2 separate regions of the Mus musculus genome follow, and region 1 is linked to region 2. The links are chromatin contacts, called in public Hi-C maps. All regions are on one chromosome and are shown on one strand. Each heading gives the region's core, a stretch centred on a gene start, on an enhancer-like site or on the middle of the called end of the contact. The rest is flanking DNA. Distances are from core to core; before and after follow the strand shown. Region 1 overlaps Trpc4ap (transient receptor potential cation channel, subfamily C, member 4 associated protein). Region 2 holds the start of Gdf5 (growth differentiation factor 5).

What was found. Hi-C and Micro-C count contacts between places; a contact is called where the count stands out from the background.
Region 1: a Hi-C map of cerebral cortex shows a contact between it and region 2, with 4 times the contacts expected there. The contact joins the enhancer-like site here to the promoter of Gdf5 in region 2. A contact is called at or near these places in 3 of 39 promoter capture datasets (the 3T3-L1 cell line, embryonic stem cells and hippocampal neurons), 10 of 484 Hi-C or Micro-C datasets (the CH12 cell line, the G1E-ER4 cell line, cerebellar granule neurons and 5 more), 4 of 115 datasets of contacts at active chromatin or transcription factors (the NIH/3T3 cell line, embryonic stem cells and stem cell-derived neural progenitor cells) and 1 of 9 other capture datasets (embryonic stem cells).

The regions. Positions count from the first base shown.
Region 1 is chr2:155,639,534-155,642,471 of GRCm38.p6, reverse strand. Trpc4ap (transient receptor potential cation channel, subfamily C, member 4 associated protein) reads left to right here. Exons shown (of 19, transcript NM_001163452.1): 12 at 782-883; 13 at 1,915-1,998; 14 at 2,909-2,938. Among named protein-coding and RNA genes, the nearest start is that of Gm22334, 12 kb to the left of the region's middle. Within about 2 kb of position 1,526, at least 54 of the 459 cell types and tissues checked have an H3K27ac peak or open chromatin away from gene starts, as enhancers often do. A contact at or near this core is called in cerebellar granule neurons and cerebral cortex, where this site is marked.
Region 2 is chr2:155,944,117-155,947,156 of GRCm38.p6, reverse strand. Gdf5 (growth differentiation factor 5) reads left to right here and starts at 1,790. Exons shown (of 2, transcript NM_008109.3): 1 at 1,790-2,714. The coding sequence starts at 2,102.

The DNA.
Region 1 (2,938 bases), core at 277-2,776, 300 kb after region 2:
AGGACAGTTGTCAAGTGTCCTGACCGGCTGGCGGTGCTCAGTGACTATTGCAGAAGCAATCTGTGAGCAGAGGCCTGACCGGGATGAAGAGGCAGCGTGAGAGAGTTGAGCCAGAAGGCTCCCACATAGAGAAGCCCTGTAGGAGGATATGGCGTGGTCATGAAAACCAGAGTGGCCAGATGGTGTGGCAGGTGTGAGCTGCTCAGTTTGTTGTAGCCACAGAGGTGGCCTGGCTGCACAGGGCCTCAAAGACATGATCACTCCCTAGGGGTTCACACAACAGGGTGTGAGAATTGGGTAAGCATTTTCAATAATGACATGGTCCCAGTCCTGTTTTAGAAATCACTCAAGGAGCTGAGGGAGGGTTCCCTTCCTGTGAGAAGCAGCTGAGCAAGTGCTTCTGTGCTGCACAGACCGTAATGACAAGCCTGGACGGAAGGAAGAGGAGCGATTGTGTCACAGTTGGTCAGGCCTCTGCGTTGTGACTCTGGCCACTGAGAATGCTGCAGCAGGGCTAGGCTCAGGACTAAGATGGCAGACAGGATCAGATGTGCTGAAGTGCAGGTGACTCTGAGAAGTCATAGAGAAGTGTTCAGTGTGCAACATGGAGACCTGGAGGTGCCGAGGACGGGCTTGTTAGGAATGACAAGCACGTGTAGAAGTGCTGGGGGACTCTCAGTGCTCCTCCCGACAGGAGTGGGCAGAGCAGACTTTGTGCCCGCTGCAGAGCTGCTCAGCAGCTCCAGCCCCGCCCTTTACCCTTTGCACCCGTCTGTTTCAGGAACAAGTACTTGCTGCTCAACAACCAGGAGCTAAATGAGCTCAGTGCCATCTCGCTGAAAGCCAACATCCCTGAGGTGGAGGCTGTCCTCAACACTGACAGGTGATCTTTGTGGGGACCGCTGTGGATACAGGGCTCCCAGCAGGGCACACGCGGGGCTGCGTACTTGTGCTTCCTCACACGTAGCTACCACCCCACTGGCTTTGTGAGCTAGATCCTCACATCTCCTGCATTTCCTAACTGAGGATCACAGCAGCCTCAGAAGGAAGTGCCATCGTCATCTTCCTCTTTACATGTATATGACAGCAAAGGTCAGCTATACTCTGTCCTTCCACCTTATCCCATGCAAATCATGGCCCCTTTACTGGTATCCTCATTTCTTGCCCAGTGGCAGCTGTGCCAAGCAGGACAAGAAGAAGCTAACCCTTCACCCTCTGCCCTATGTCTACCTCCTCTTTGGGATCAACACAGTGCCATGTCTGGCTCATGGGGGCTTGTGAAGTGTGGCCCTAATCTAGCAGCTACAGTCAGAAATCCCCAACTTCTTCCTGAGAAGATGGATCCATCGGTGCCCCGGCGTCTGCAGGGGCTGGAAATGGAGCTGCCGTGTGAAGAGAGAGTTTAAGGGCCCAGACACCTGCCACTGTGACAGGCCTAATCATTTTCTTACCTACTGCTGCCTTTGCCTCATAGACGGGAAGCTGAGGCCTGGAAGCCCACAGCTGAGCTGGAACTGACCCTGGGCAGGATAAAGAACTCTGGGCACTGCCCAATTGGCACAGACTTTTTATTCCATCTGGCATACTCTGCTGTGGCCTGAATTAAACCCATTTGTGATGTAAATGGCCGCCTTCTGGCAGTTTGGAGCCCCATCTGGCCATGGGTGTGCCTCTGCCTCTGGCCAGTGGGTCTGAGGAGGGAAAAGCGGCCTAAGGCGCAGGAGAAATGCACCTGGCCATTGAGCTGACGGCTGCAGTCTCTGAGGTCCTGGCACACGGTGGAGCAAGAAAGCATCCTTGCAGACTCAGACATTGCCTGTTCTTTCCTCCATCCACAGCGACACAGGACGAGCTCAGTGGCCCCTCTTAGCCATTCAGTTCTGTCACCAGTGCTGTCTGTCCCTTTGATTTCAGGAGTCTGGTGTGTGACGGCAAGAGGGGCCTACTAACTCGGCTGCTGCAGGTCATGAAGAAGGAGCCAGCGGAGTCTTCATTCAGGTGAGTAAGGAGAGCTGTGCTTGGGAGGGGTCTAGGAGCCAGGGGGTTCCCAATGGGTTAGTCTCCAGTACCTACTCCTTAAGGTTGGGGAGGCGGCCTCACCAGCCGCTGGCACTATGGGATTCAGCTGGTAAGTGCGTGTGTCCTTGTCACATGCCAGCAGGGTATTTTAGGAGGTAGGTGATCATCAGGCTGTCACTAGAGAGGTAGAGCACAAATGGATCCAGGCTATGCCTGTGTGACTTCCAGGGATCATGGGAAGGAAGCATGAAAGGAAAGAAACCTGCTTCAGTGCAGTATGGGAGAAAATAGAGCCAGGGACCGCCCGGGGGGGGGGGGGGGGCTTGGAAAGGTTGTAGACAAGAGGATTCCACCAGGCCTGGGTACAGGGCTCTGTCCCTACAGGGTTCACCTATTCAGACCCTCCCTCAGGTATCCCAGCTGAGTCTTTGGGCCACTCAGTATCTGTTGGCTCCTATCTAGACCAGCTCAATGCATATGAAGTCAGTGATGTCGCCACACAAACCCTTCTGCTGGCCACACATCCCTGGTCTATGTCTTTCCAGTATTCTGAGAGTGGAAAGCCTAGAGTGGTTTTACATGGAACTTACTAGAGGCCACTCTTTGAGCCCAGATGCCACTGTGTATGCCCATATACCATAGAAACACGTTTTGGTCCAGCCCACAATGAAAGACTGGCCCCTGCCGAGCTGTGAGCACCATACATGAGAATGGCGATCCTCTTGCTTATTGATCTGTCCTCAAGACCTAGGACTGGGGCACAGACTGGGAAATGTTAAGTAAATATTAGACACTGGGCTGCAAACCACTCTGCCTCTGGGGGCATTTAGCCTGCACCAGGGGAGGGCAGCCAAAGCCTCCTGGTCCAGGATCAACACTTGGGTTGCAGGTTTTGGCAAGCCCGGGCTGTGGAAAGTTT
Region 2 (3,040 bases), core at 541-3,040:
CCCGAGGGACTGTAACGACTTCAAGCTGTCCTCAAGAGAGCAGGTAGTGCCTTGGTCCTTTGAAGTGAACCTCTTTAGACCTGGGAGCCATCTGTGAAGACTGGAATGGAGCTAGGAGCAAAATTATGGGGGGAAAAAAATAAAAGAAGAATACTTGCTGCTCCTAGGAAGGACAGAATTCTGCTTCTAGCGCCACACCAGGGAGCCTCACAACTGCCTGCAACTCCAACTCCAGGGGACTTGATGCCCCTTTCTGCTCTCCCCTGGGACCCTCTTTCCACACATATAAATAAACAAAATAAATACAAAACCAAAAACCAGGCATGAGTCTACCTAGATCTCCAGAGTGAGGACTTTGTTTGGTGTTGTCTTGGTGAGGGCTTTGTGCCGTGCACTGGACTACAGAGTGACATGCCTGTCTCCAGCAGAGTCTCTAGAAACCGACTTTAGCATATGAATGGATCTGTTAGGTCAGCGCAGGGAGTAGAGGATTAACCAAGAAGGCTAGAGTAGGCGGTACTAGTTCTATAATCCTACTCTGTAGCCAAGCAGGTGGAGGTAGAAGGATCAGGACTTCTAGGGCAGCCTCAGCTACACTGTAAGTCCAAGGTCAGCTTTTGCTACAGGAGAAAAGGAAAGGAAGAGGATCTGAGCTAGGGGTGGTGTAGGATCAGAGTTCAAGACCAGCCTCGGATACATGGTGAACTTGAGGCCATCGTGGGCTATCTGTGCGTTATCTAAAGACGAAGAAGAAAAGGCAGAGAGGGAGAGGGAGCTCTCTTGAGTCAAGCAGAATTTGGATTTCTTCATCAGCTTCTGGAAAAGCAGCCCCAGAGAGTTTGTTTTCCCAACCTCCTGCAGGGGTCGCTGCTGCCTTAGGCTGGGGCTGTCGCCTCTGGTCTCAGCTAATTTCTTTTAAGAAAACTGGCGGGTTTTTTGCTTGGGTAGTGGCTGAGGTACACACACCCTGGACCTGGTTCCAGCCAAGGGGGCTACAGGATGGCAGTGCTTAGCCAATGGCATTTGGTGGGGGTGTATAGTGGACACTGATTTTTTTTTCTGTTTCTGGGTCACAAGTTTATTAAAATAAAAGAAACAGTAGGTAAATGCTGCCATCTGTGCTGCCCTCAACACACACACACACACACACACACACACACACACACACACACACACACACACACACACACACACACCAGGTCCTAGACTAGACAGAGAGATTGAAATTGCTTTACAGACACTCCAAGGACTTCACTGAAAACCTTGCTTGCATGCTTAGTTTGTGCAGATCTCTACACTAGCTTCTCAACATCTCTGCTCAGGATGGTGGGGTGGGCTGTTCCAGGAGGTGGAGGTGAAAACCCCTGAGTCTACTCTGGGATGGGGAGGCCCCCTAAGCCTGAGTCCCGCTATGGGGCTCTGAGCCAAAAGCCCCCGTGAGCCATGGCCTCCAAAGGGCAGCGGTAATTTTTTTCACATAAATATATCGCACTTAAATGAATTTAGACAGCATGACATCAGAGAGTAATTAAATTGGTTTGGGTTGGAATTCCGTTTCCAATTCCTGAGTTCAGGTTTGTAAAAGATTTTTTTCTGAGCACCTGCAGGTTTGTGTGTGTGTGTGTGTGTGTGTATGTGTGTGTGTGTGTGTGTGTGTGTGTGTGTGTGTGTGTGTAAGTATTTTCACTGGAAAGGATTCAAAATTAGAGGGAAAAAAAACTGGAGCGCACAGGCAGCATTACGCCATTCTTCCTTCTTGGAAAAATCCCTCAGCCTTATACAAGCCTCCTTCAAGCCCTCAGTCAGTTGTGCGGGAGAAAGGGGGCGGTCGGCTTTCTCCTTTCAAGAACGAGTTATTTTCAGCTGCTGACTGGAGACGGTGCACGTCTGGACACGGGAGCACTTCCACTATGGGACTGGATACAGACACACGCCCGGCGGACTTCAAGACACTCAGACTGAGGAGAAAGCCCTGCCTGCTGCTGCTGCTGCCACCGCTGCCTCTGAAGACCCACTCCTTTCATGGTTTTTCCTGCCAAGCCAGAGGCACCTTCGCTGCTACGGCCTTTCTCTGTGGTGTCATTCAGCGGCTGGCCAGAGGATGAGACTCCCCAAACTCCTCACTCTTTTGCTGTGGCACCTGGCTTGGCTGGACCTGGAACTCATCTGCACTGTGCTGGGTGCCCCTGACTTAGGACAGAGAACCCCAGGGGCCAAGCCAGGGTTGACCAAAGCGGAGGCCAAGGAGAGGCCACCCCTGGCCAGGAATGTCTTTAGGCCAGGGGGTCATATCTATGGTGTGGGGGCCACCAATGCCAGGGCCAAGGGAAGCTCTGGGCAGACACAGGCCAAGAAGGATGAACCCAGAAAGATGCCCCCCAGATCCGGTGGCCCTGAAACCAAGCCAGGACCCTCTTCCCAGACTAGACAGGCTGCAGCCCGGACTGTAACCCCAAAAGGACAGCTTCCTGGGGGCAAAGCATCTTCAAAAGCAGGATCTGCCCCCAGCTCCTTCCTGCTGAAGAAGACCAGGGAGCCTGGGACCCCTCGAGAGCCCAAGGAGCCGTTCCGCCCGCCCCCCATCACACCCCACGAATACATGCTCTCCCTGTACAGGACGCTGTCCGATGCTGACAGAAAGGGAGGTAACAGCAGCGTGAAGTTGGAGGCTGGCCTGGCCAACACCATCACCAGCTTTATTGACAAAGGGCAAGGTGAGAGGGTAGGGTGGCAGGGAGGGGCATTTGCAGGGACCCAAGAGTTCCAAAGTCTTGGAGTGCGCAGGTGGGGGACAGCGTGTGTATCCAGCCTGGGGTGGGAGTCTGGAACTTATCGCATACACACCAGATCCAGTACTAGGAGCACCTAGGGATCTCCGAGTCCAACTTCTGCCAGGTGCAGAAAGGGCACTAAAGTGCAGAGAGGAGCTAAGATCTCCCAGTTGGATACTAAACTCCAAGACCCAGTTTTGATTACTGGGTGGTACTCTGCACCTCATGCGGGTTGGCTGAAGTCTCTAAGCTCCAGGTTTTTCTCAGAC